Regions from separate parts of the Anas platyrhynchos genome. Here region 2 is linked to region 1. A link is a contact called in public Hi-C data. All regions are on one chromosome and are shown on one strand. Each heading gives the region's core, a stretch centred on a gene start, on an enhancer-like site or on the middle of the called end of the contact. The rest is flanking DNA. Distances are from core to core; before and after follow the strand shown. Region 1 overlaps EFR3A (EFR3 homolog A). Region 2 has its middle 18 kb from the start of EFR3A.

The links. Hi-C and Micro-C count contacts between places; a contact is called where the count stands out from the background.
Region 2: a contact with region 1 is called in a Hi-C map of F1 follicle, with 3 times the contacts expected there. The contact joins two enhancer-like sites. A contact is called at or near these places in 7 of 8 Hi-C or Micro-C datasets (F1 follicle, F5 follicle, liver and 3 more).

The regions. Positions count from the first base shown.
Region 1 is chr2:8,652,809-8,657,536 of IASCAAS_PekinDuck_T2T, forward strand. It overlaps EFR3A (EFR3 homolog A), which reads right to left. Exons shown (of 26, transcript XM_072034304.1): 10 at 4,327-4,405; 11 at 3,280-3,415; 12 at 1,481-1,645; 13 at 57-171. Among named protein-coding and RNA genes, the nearest start is that of OC90, 52 kb to the left of the region's middle. Within about 2 kb of position 1,948, at least 2 of the 8 cell types and tissues checked have an H3K27ac peak or open chromatin away from gene starts, as enhancers often do. A contact at or near this core is called in F1 follicle, where this site is marked.
Region 2 is chr2:8,725,672-8,730,399 of IASCAAS_PekinDuck_T2T, forward strand. No RefSeq gene overlaps it. Among named protein-coding and RNA genes, the nearest start is that of EFR3A, 18 kb to the left of the region's middle. Within about 2 kb of position 2,025, at least 4 of the 8 cell types and tissues checked have an H3K27ac peak or open chromatin away from gene starts, as enhancers often do. A contact at or near this core is called in F1 follicle, where this site is marked.

The DNA of each region.
Region 1 (4,728 bases), core at 698-3,197:
ATTCTAAAATTTATGTTTTTAATTAGAAATTCAAAAATATAGGAATTCATACAAACCCAAGGTGACTTGTATCCAGTGACTGCGAAGTTGACCCAAAAACTGGTACTTTTCCCATAATGAACATCATGATCTCTGACCTCTGGTAATCTGGGAGATTGCTTCCAAAAAATCCTAAAAAAAAAAAAAAAAAAAAAAAAAAAAAAAAAAAAAAAAGGCTGAATTTACAGACCAAAAAAAAAGAAATATAGGGCCTCTTTAAAAGATAAAACTTATTTATATAAGGAATTCATTTATAAAGTCAAAATAGATGAATACGAAGTTTATTCTATCTGGGTCTATCTTTCGAAATAAACTGTGATTTGTTTTACGGCAGAATATTCACATGTTCGCTTCTACTTAATGGCATATAGAGTCTTTTCATGACAGTTTCTTCTTTGAATTTTAATATTTTCTAATATCATCCTCTTAAATGTATCATTGAGAAGTTGTCAACCCTTACCTGTAACTAATGAGGAATTGTAAGTGTTTCTTGTGGAACACAGTGTTACTACTTTAGTCTGTTCTTATGACACCATTAAATAGCATGGGTTTGCTAACAGATCTCAGAGGTTTATAACTATTTTACTTTGAGATTATCACTATGAGATAGTGTAAATGCAACTGTGATAGAATTGGAGAGACAATATATATTTAAACTAACTTTGAATTTTATTGTAATAGTGAGAAACAGTCTACTACATATTTTCTACTACTCCAGAAAGCTGGAAGGAATGAGCAAAGATACAGCCTAGGGAATAGAATTTAAGATACTTAAAGAAGGAGGAGGAATGCAAAGGGCACTGCAAACAGACATCATAAGTTCACTGCAATATATATCGTTAAACAGAGAAAAATCTGAAAAAAATGAGGGAGCCTATTTTTATGAAATCGTTTACAGACACTTGCTATCATTTTGAGTGCTGTGCATAAAAGGGTTTCTCCCCAACCTAAGGCATTCCATGATTCCATGACAGAAGTACTACAGTTAAGTCATGGTAACACAACTGGCCACTGGATGTCACTCTTGCTGTGTTTTAACACTGGTTTCTACAAGCTTTCAAGTAGTACCTCCAAAACTGCATTACTTCATACAACTTGCCAGCTTATTTTCATGAACAGACTAGTATTAGAGCTGTACCAAAGGTACAGAATGATGTCTATATTTCAATGGATACATAATAATGGAACTAACGCATTTACTGCAATTCCACCAGCATTTTAATTTTCTTTGAGCTTCCTGGCTGCCTGATCAGTTAATATTATATAAGAACAGTCTTTCAGAAGACAATTCTGTAAAGTGAGCCTGTGATTTAACACAAATACAGAGATACCACTCACCTTTATTCCTTTCCAATTCAAGGTCTGTTTTAGTACCTCCTCGCTGAGAAAAGGGTGGGAGGAAGAACTTAAAAAGTGAGCCTGTGATACCCTCATTACTCACCAATTGTTTGAATAATAGCATTCTGGACAATCCTCTCATCACTCTCCTTGGAGGCTGTGCTGAAAGTGGCACTTCCTGCTGAACTGCGCCTATCGCCCAATTCAAAGTCAACACTGATGCGCAAGTGCTTCAGTAAGGTATTAAAAACCTCCAGAACTGCTGGACCTGGAAACAACACACAATTGCACTCATCAAGGGAAAGATGCCTTAAGAAAATGAAAACTAGCCTTTTGAGTTTGTCTTTTTTTCAGGAGAAATAAGATTAACCATAGAACAAGCGAAATTCACTGTTTGAAGGATACTGCCTAGAGATAAGCTTTTGAAGTGTGCCTACATCCTGGTATTTTAGAAGTTACTTCAGAATCAGGAAACGCAATCACGTGCATGTGCACAACCCATTACTATCAAGTTGTATGGGGTCCGGCTGGGATGGAGTTAGTTTTCTTCATAGCAGCCCATGTGGTGCCGTGCGTTGGATTTCTGACTCAAACAGTGTTGATAGCACATCAGTGTTTTGGCTACTGGTCAATGGTACTTTCACAGCACCAAAGCTTTTTCTTTTTCCCACTCTGTCTCAACAGTGAGTAGGCTGTGGGTATGCAAAAAAAAAACCTGAGAGGAGATACAACCCATACAGCCAACACAAACTGACCAAAATTACCCCTTTGGTATGGGTATTCCACACCATACAATCTCGAGCTCAGCCAGAAAATCTCAAGGAGAGAAGAAGGAATGGGAGTGACATTTGCTGGTATGCTAGCTGTCTTCCCACATAACTTATGTTATGCATGCTGAGGCCCTGCTTCCAGAGACTTGCTAAACATCTGCCCGCAGATGGGAAATAATGAATAAATTCCTTTGCTTTGCCTGTGCATTCAGTTTTTGCTTCACTTATAAACTGTTGCTATCTTGATCTATGAGACTTCTCACCTTCCTGTTATTTCCTCCCTGTCCTGTGGAAGAGGGATCTGAGCAAGTGGCTGTGTGGGTGTTTCACTATTGGTTGGAATCAAATCACCAGAAATTCTACATAGAAATGGTATGTGGCTGCTGAATGGGTTAAACTGTATGAGCTTGCCCCTGAATTTCAGTTATTAAACTCCAGTTCCATTTATTGGATCAAATAACAAGCTCTTCTCATAATATGATAAAAGCCTTCACAAGTTTCATTTCTGTGTTTAAGTGGGTCTTGTACTTGTGAGTCTACCTCAGACACAAGTTAATGAACTAAAGCAATGATGTTTCAGCTCAAGACTGGAGAAAAACAACAGCAGAGAAGTACACATGTGTACAGATCTGAAAAAATACTCTAATTTTATGGAACTATACTACCTTAAATTATGTAATCCACCTTATTTTAGCTGCTTCATATTTACTAAGGTAAAATCCCGCAAGATCATTCTACTCTCAATTCCTTTGTTACTGGTCCTCTTATATCAGCTGTATCGCAAAGCAGCAGTTCTCTTGACTTCTTGTAGACACACAGAGTTCCCTCAAGACTTTGCGACTTCTTATCAAGAAGAAATTCCTGTCTTTCTCAAGGCTGTAAAAATAAATCTACTTTTTTTTTTTATGCAAAGGATTATATATCCATTAGCAGTCAAAAGACCAAGAACATTTAATTAATTATAAATGGAGTAAGATTTCAAGCAAGTTTTATCAGCACACAGAGGAAAAATCTAACATACACAAAGCCTTCTCCAAAATGCATCTTTTTATTAGTCTGAAAACAAAGCAGAAACAAACACCATCCCTCAAATCTATCCTCTGGCTGATGCCATTATTTTAGTAAGACTTACCTATTGATCCTTTAGCTGCTATTGCAACTGCTTCCAAAAGAACCTGAATAATGCCAGCACGAACTCGTGGTGAATCCCTTTTGCAAACATCAAGGTGTCTGAGAATTTCTTGTATTACATGATGGGAATACTGTGCCTATTAAAGAAGAGAAAATGAGAAAAAAGCTTTATCTGTGACTTAATTAAAGAATAAACTCATACACTATTCAGCTACAGTCACCACCATGTTCCTATTCTACAACATTCTTACAACTTTGTTTAAATTCCAATTCAAGATTAAATAAGGACTAACAAAACTACCATAACACATGATGCCACACAGATCCACGTAGCCCAACACATAAATGCTTACGGTATTCAGGTACCTAGAAGTGTCTGCAAGAACAGGGGATGTATGACATACTATTTAATTCAACTAAATGCAGTTCAAGGACTTAGCTATCTTACAGAAATGCATTGTTGATACAAACACTGAGTAAACTTGTCTTTCTTTTACAAAGCTGTAATTTCATGACTTTATCTTTTGGGTGTCTGTGCTTTACACAGTCCAAGAGTCAGGCTTTGATTGCTTTGCAACAGACAACAGTAGTTGTCCACTGGTAAAAAATAAAAAAATATATCAGTTAGTGCAGCACAGCTCTATATGAAGTTTGTTTCTTGGGTTGTAAGAACAGTACAGCTGTATTGGCATGTGGACACGGCCAACTTAAGACATTTACTTACTAAGCACAATTCCAGAGCAGTATGGTTATCCTGCTCCTTCTTCAGGAGCTTGCTGAGGGACCTCCACAATACCATCAACTAAGCATTCCATAATTTATTTATTCTTTTGCAAGCGTACACTAATTGAAAATAAATCAGATAACTTAGTTATGCTTTGCGATCAGAAGTTATTATTTGAAAAGTTTAAGATTAAGGAATTAAGCAAAAGGATTTTCCGGATTCATTGACTTAATCTACTATCTAGCATTACTGTGGTGAAGTAAGCATTTAACCCATGTACTCAAAATGTGTATGTGAAGAAAGCAAACCCCGAAAAAAAACTACCTGTATAGAATACATGATGATTTTGAAGCAAGAAACAGCAAATTCGTTGGGATCCCATAGCTTATGATGGTCTAAATGCCTATGGGAAAAAAAAAAAAGATTTGAAATAATAACCTTCCACACACATAGCTCTAGAAGGTGTAACACCAATGGGCAGCTAAGCACCACCATGCCACTCTCTCACTCCCTCTCCTCAAAAGGACAGGAGGGAGAAAATATGAAGCTTATGAATTGAGATAGTGACAGGGAGATCGCTCACCCTCACAGGCAAAACAGGAACAGCATAAGTGAGACCAGTGTAATTTACAGCCTATTGATAACAGACTTGAGCAGTGAGAACTAAAAGTGAACTAAAAACACCTTTCCCTCCTCTTCACCCTCCCCATTCCATCCTTTTCTACC
Region 2 (4,728 bases), core at 775-3,274, 73 kb after region 1:
ATATCAGAACAGTTTATAGGAAATTTATGAGAAAAATATAGCTTGTCTAAACTATTATTTCCATAAATGCATTCTTCATGAGCAGGGACTCAAGAGTATGACTGCCCCATGTTGTTAGAAGCAAGACACTACATCTTCTGTTCTCCTATTCCCCATATTTGAAATGATGTCAATAAACATTACATCCCCTATAAAGTACACTCACTTCCACTGATGAAAAGCACTTTTACTGGAGCAAGGTCTTCTGATGATATAAAAACTGGATATCCTCCTACCTACTAACCTGGTCTCTTATGGCATATCAGCAAATCCAAGCACTCAAAACCTATTAATCTGTCCTGCTTCTCTTCCTGCTTCTCCCAAAGCATGAGCAGTTTAACTATTGTAAGATTTAAACAATAACAAACATGAGATTTTCCTCTTTCCTTGCAGATGTTTGAGTGTAAAGATTACACCTATGTCTCATGTCAAGTTTTTATTCATGACAGTCAGTGACTTATCTTATGTGAAATTCTATTTCTAAAATTCTGCTTGTCAGCTTTAATACATGAATAAACTGCCATGAGTTGTCTATAATCACAGAACTTAGTACACAGCCTGCTTTTCACCACAGCATAATTTTACATTAAATTATTTATAGTTTCATATTTTACATATTTTTTTAGTTCTTTGAGGTCCACCCCTCCTTCATTTGTTTGCATTCTGTTTTTCTGAATTGTGGTGTTCCTTTTGCAGACTGGATTCAGCCCCCTCAGCAGGACAGGGGAGGGAGAGAGCGGCTGGGTGTGTTTGTCAGCCAGCCAAGGTCAGCCTGCTACGCAAATGAAGGAATTTTGCTTCTTACAACTTGGTTCTGAGCATTTATCTTGATGCCTAGGAGAATTTGCATATTAATTGTGGCAGCTCAAACTGGATTAATTAATATAGCAAAACAACTAATTTTTCCAGAAACAGCACATATTGTGAAGCAAGCACATTACAAGGTACAGAAAACATATTTCATAGCACAAATTAGACACTGCAATGCATTCTGTTTCATTTTGCCTTTAATGGAATACTTCCATAAACCAATTAAAATACTTTTTGAAATAGTGTACCAAAGAAATCATAATCACGTTTATAAATGTCCAAAGTAGACACTAATCTTAAAGTAGGCACAGAAGAAAAATGTTACACACATGTTCTTTAGGAGGTTAATCTCATCTGAAAATATTTCATATGATACTAAATCAAGGGCGTGTTAAGTCAGCTTCTTTTTGTAGATGATTTGCAGTCTTTTCTGTTTAAATTTATACATGTTGGGAAGTCAATCTTGATTCTCAATATCTGATTAAGATGAAGGGGGGTGAAGAAACCATCTTGTTCATTAGTTTCCACTTGGCAAGTTCTATATTTAGTAATGCCTCCCGCTAGGGGCAGCAGTGGGAGTTCAAGTTTCTCAGACTCCTAGGATTTGACCTAAGTGTTGAACAACCTGAATAATTAAGAGCATATTTGCATTTGTGCAGGGAAGGTGGGAGAAGTACATACAGTACTGCACTATGTGCCCATGCCCAGGTGCTGCTGGGGGGCTGCAGGGCCTCTCTGGTGGCTCCAACAGCCCCATGGCAGGGCCCAGCTGAGCCCAGCACCAAGCTGGTGGTGCCTGGGGAAAACAGATTTCTGAAAGGGCAGAGTGGGCACAGGCCGAGGAGGAGGCCCAGGGCGAGGGAGAAGCAGCAGAGGGCCCAGGCCCCAAGAGGAGGAGGGCAGGAGGGGCTCCAGGCCCACAGGCAGCAGGGATTCCCCGGCAGCCCTGCAGAGCCTCCGCTAGAGCAGATCTCCACCCTGCAGCCCAGGGAGGGCCCACGCCGCAGCAGGGGGACATTTCCTGAGGGAGCTGCGGCCGTGGGGAGCCCCCGCGGGAGCAGGGTGTTCCTGAAGGGCTGCAGCCCGGGGCAGGGCCCCTGCTGGAGCAGGGCCATGGGTGAGGAGGAAGGGGCGGCCGGGTTATTTTGTAATAAAGGAGACTGCATGGAGAGGAGATCAGTCATCTCACCACAAATGATATAATGTACAAGTCAGTTGATGTCTACTTTATACTGCACGAATCTCTCCATAGAGTGGATATGAATTTTGCCAAAGAGTATTTTGAGCATCAGTTTGGCACAAAGTGTTGTAATGCTCTTATAAAGAACTCAGTGTGTTGATTCTAACAACTGTGTTGTACATGGATAGCACTTGCTTCGCACTCTTTTCCTAACCAGCACTGAGTGTCAAATAAAACAAAGTTTCAGTCTAAACTGAACGTACAGCACCACCTCTCGATGGGATTGTTTTCTGCATGGTGATCTGTGCAGAGCTCCTCTCCTCCCTCCTCCCAGTCGTACCACTGATTTTCCAGCCAGTCCTCCATGTGTAACAACCCATTTTACATCGACCTGGGCTTGGGCAACTCAGTAGGTTCCTGTACTGAGGGACCAGACCCCCACTTCAAGGCAAATACCCACATGTAGGTGTTTTAAGAAGAACACAGATGTAGCAGGGGTAGGAATCTCTTAGATTTGATCTGCTAACGTCAAAAAGTACCCTGGGTAGCAGCCTTATGTGGAATGGTATTTTCTTACATAATTGTGGTGGTTTCACTCAGCTGGGCAGCTGAGCTCCACCACAACTGCTCTCTCACTCCTCCTCATCAAAGAGAAAGGGGGAGAAAATATGATGGAAAGGTCTCAAGGGTTGAGATAAGGACAGCAGCAGCCCTTTGGAGCCGGCTGAAACTGGCCCTTATCTAACATGGGGCAGTTTCTGGATTCTTCTCACAGAGACCACCCCTGCAGCAAACCACTACTAAAACAACCTTGCCACTAATCCCAATACAATATAAAGTCATTCTGATAAATTAATTTAGTATTAGGCCACTTTATTTTTGTATGATTTGTTAATAGGCTGTGCAGCAACTTATTTTATTTATTTTGCCATAAGTTTCACTATTTCAGTATAAAACTCAAGCCTTGTTTTGGGCTGTTCTTTTCCTCACCAGGCATTAAAGGAGTTAGAACTCCTATCAGTAAATAGGAGACTTTGTTAGAGAGCCCTTAAAGTCTGTTGCTAGCTAAACAGTTAAAAAATGTGGAACGATGACAATTCAGACACTTACAATTATAAATAACATACTTTCAAATTTGTTAGCCAACTTGGACAAAGTTTTTAAAGAAAAAACAGTGATGAAGCAGTATCTATAAATGATCCAAAATTTTCAGATTTAGCAGAAAAATGATTCATGTATGATTGATTTCTTTCATAAAGAAACTTGAATTCAGAACCTTTGAGGACCTGATGTTTAAACTAATCAATCTGCAGGCTGACTAGTTCCTCATAATAACATTATTTTTCTGAGAAATTCCCATCAGCAAATGTTTTTTGAGAGTACTGAGTTCTGTGGTGACTTCCATTTAGGAAAAAGAGTAAGATAGCATTCTCTTTCAATACAGTGGCTGCCGTGGGGAAGATGTAAATGCATGCTTTCAGTTAGCATGAAATTTATGTAATAATCAGAATTTTATTCTACTACCAAAACATACGACACTGCAGAAATTCAAAGTAATTTGTGTGTTACCCATCACATTAAAGTATTGTGCGGATAATAAAATAAAAAGAACACAAGCTGATTTATGCTTTAAAGGCAAACAGCAGTTTAGAATATACATACTGAACTTTTGATCGTTGTCTAAGAAAAATAAATCAGTTTATCATTTTTATTTTGTAGGCTCCTAAAAATATGGTAGCTAATTAGAATGAAAAAATGTAGCTTCATTAAGCAATGTATCGAGCTGCATAACAACACACTATCAACAGGATCTAGAGAAGAAAAGATTCATTAAATTAGTAATCTCCGACTTGAAAGTTTCTAAAAAGTGAATATAAATAATTAATCATAAAGACAACATAAAAAATTAAAAGTAAATTGAAGATGTACGGTCCTTATGCAAGCAAAACTCCCCCACAGAAACATGAAATTTTCCAATGAAAAAAAGAGACTTCATAGCTTAAAAGATGGGATCAGCTGAAGGAAGAACGAGTGTTTTGTTAAAAATCTGATCTGAAAAATTGTTTCTTGAATTGAAGCAGTAGCTTAATCCTTCCTAATAGACATGATCATTTTTTGATTCTGTTTTTTCCACATTATCCTTTGAAGCAAATACAAGAACAATGATTTGCAAGGGAAGATGATAGCATAAGAGCTTGCTATTTTTACTTCAGTAAGTTGGCTTCACTTTTTTAAGATACACCCATGTCTATAACCCTAACTATAATCTTTGTTTTATTTGACAAATGGATGGAAGCAAGAACTGCTTAGCATCTTCTAGTAGCCTGTCAAGTCAGCATGGATTCATGAAAGACAGGGCCTGCTGACTATCTCAATCTTGTATGACAAGGTGATGCACTTAGTGGATGAGGGAAAGGCTTTGGATGTTACTATCTAGACTTTTGTCACTGTTTCCCACAGCATTTTCAGAGGGAGGAAGGCTCTACAGAGGGATCTGGATAGGCTGGATTTATGGACTGAGACCAACTGCATGAGATTCAGCAAGGCTAAGTGCCAGGTCTTGCACTTGGGCTACAATAACCTCATGCAATGCTACGGGATGTAAAGCTCTCCAGTGGAAAAGGACCTGGGGGTCCATAGCTGGACATGACACATGGTCAATAGATGAATATAAGCCAGCAGTGTGCTTAGGTGGCCAA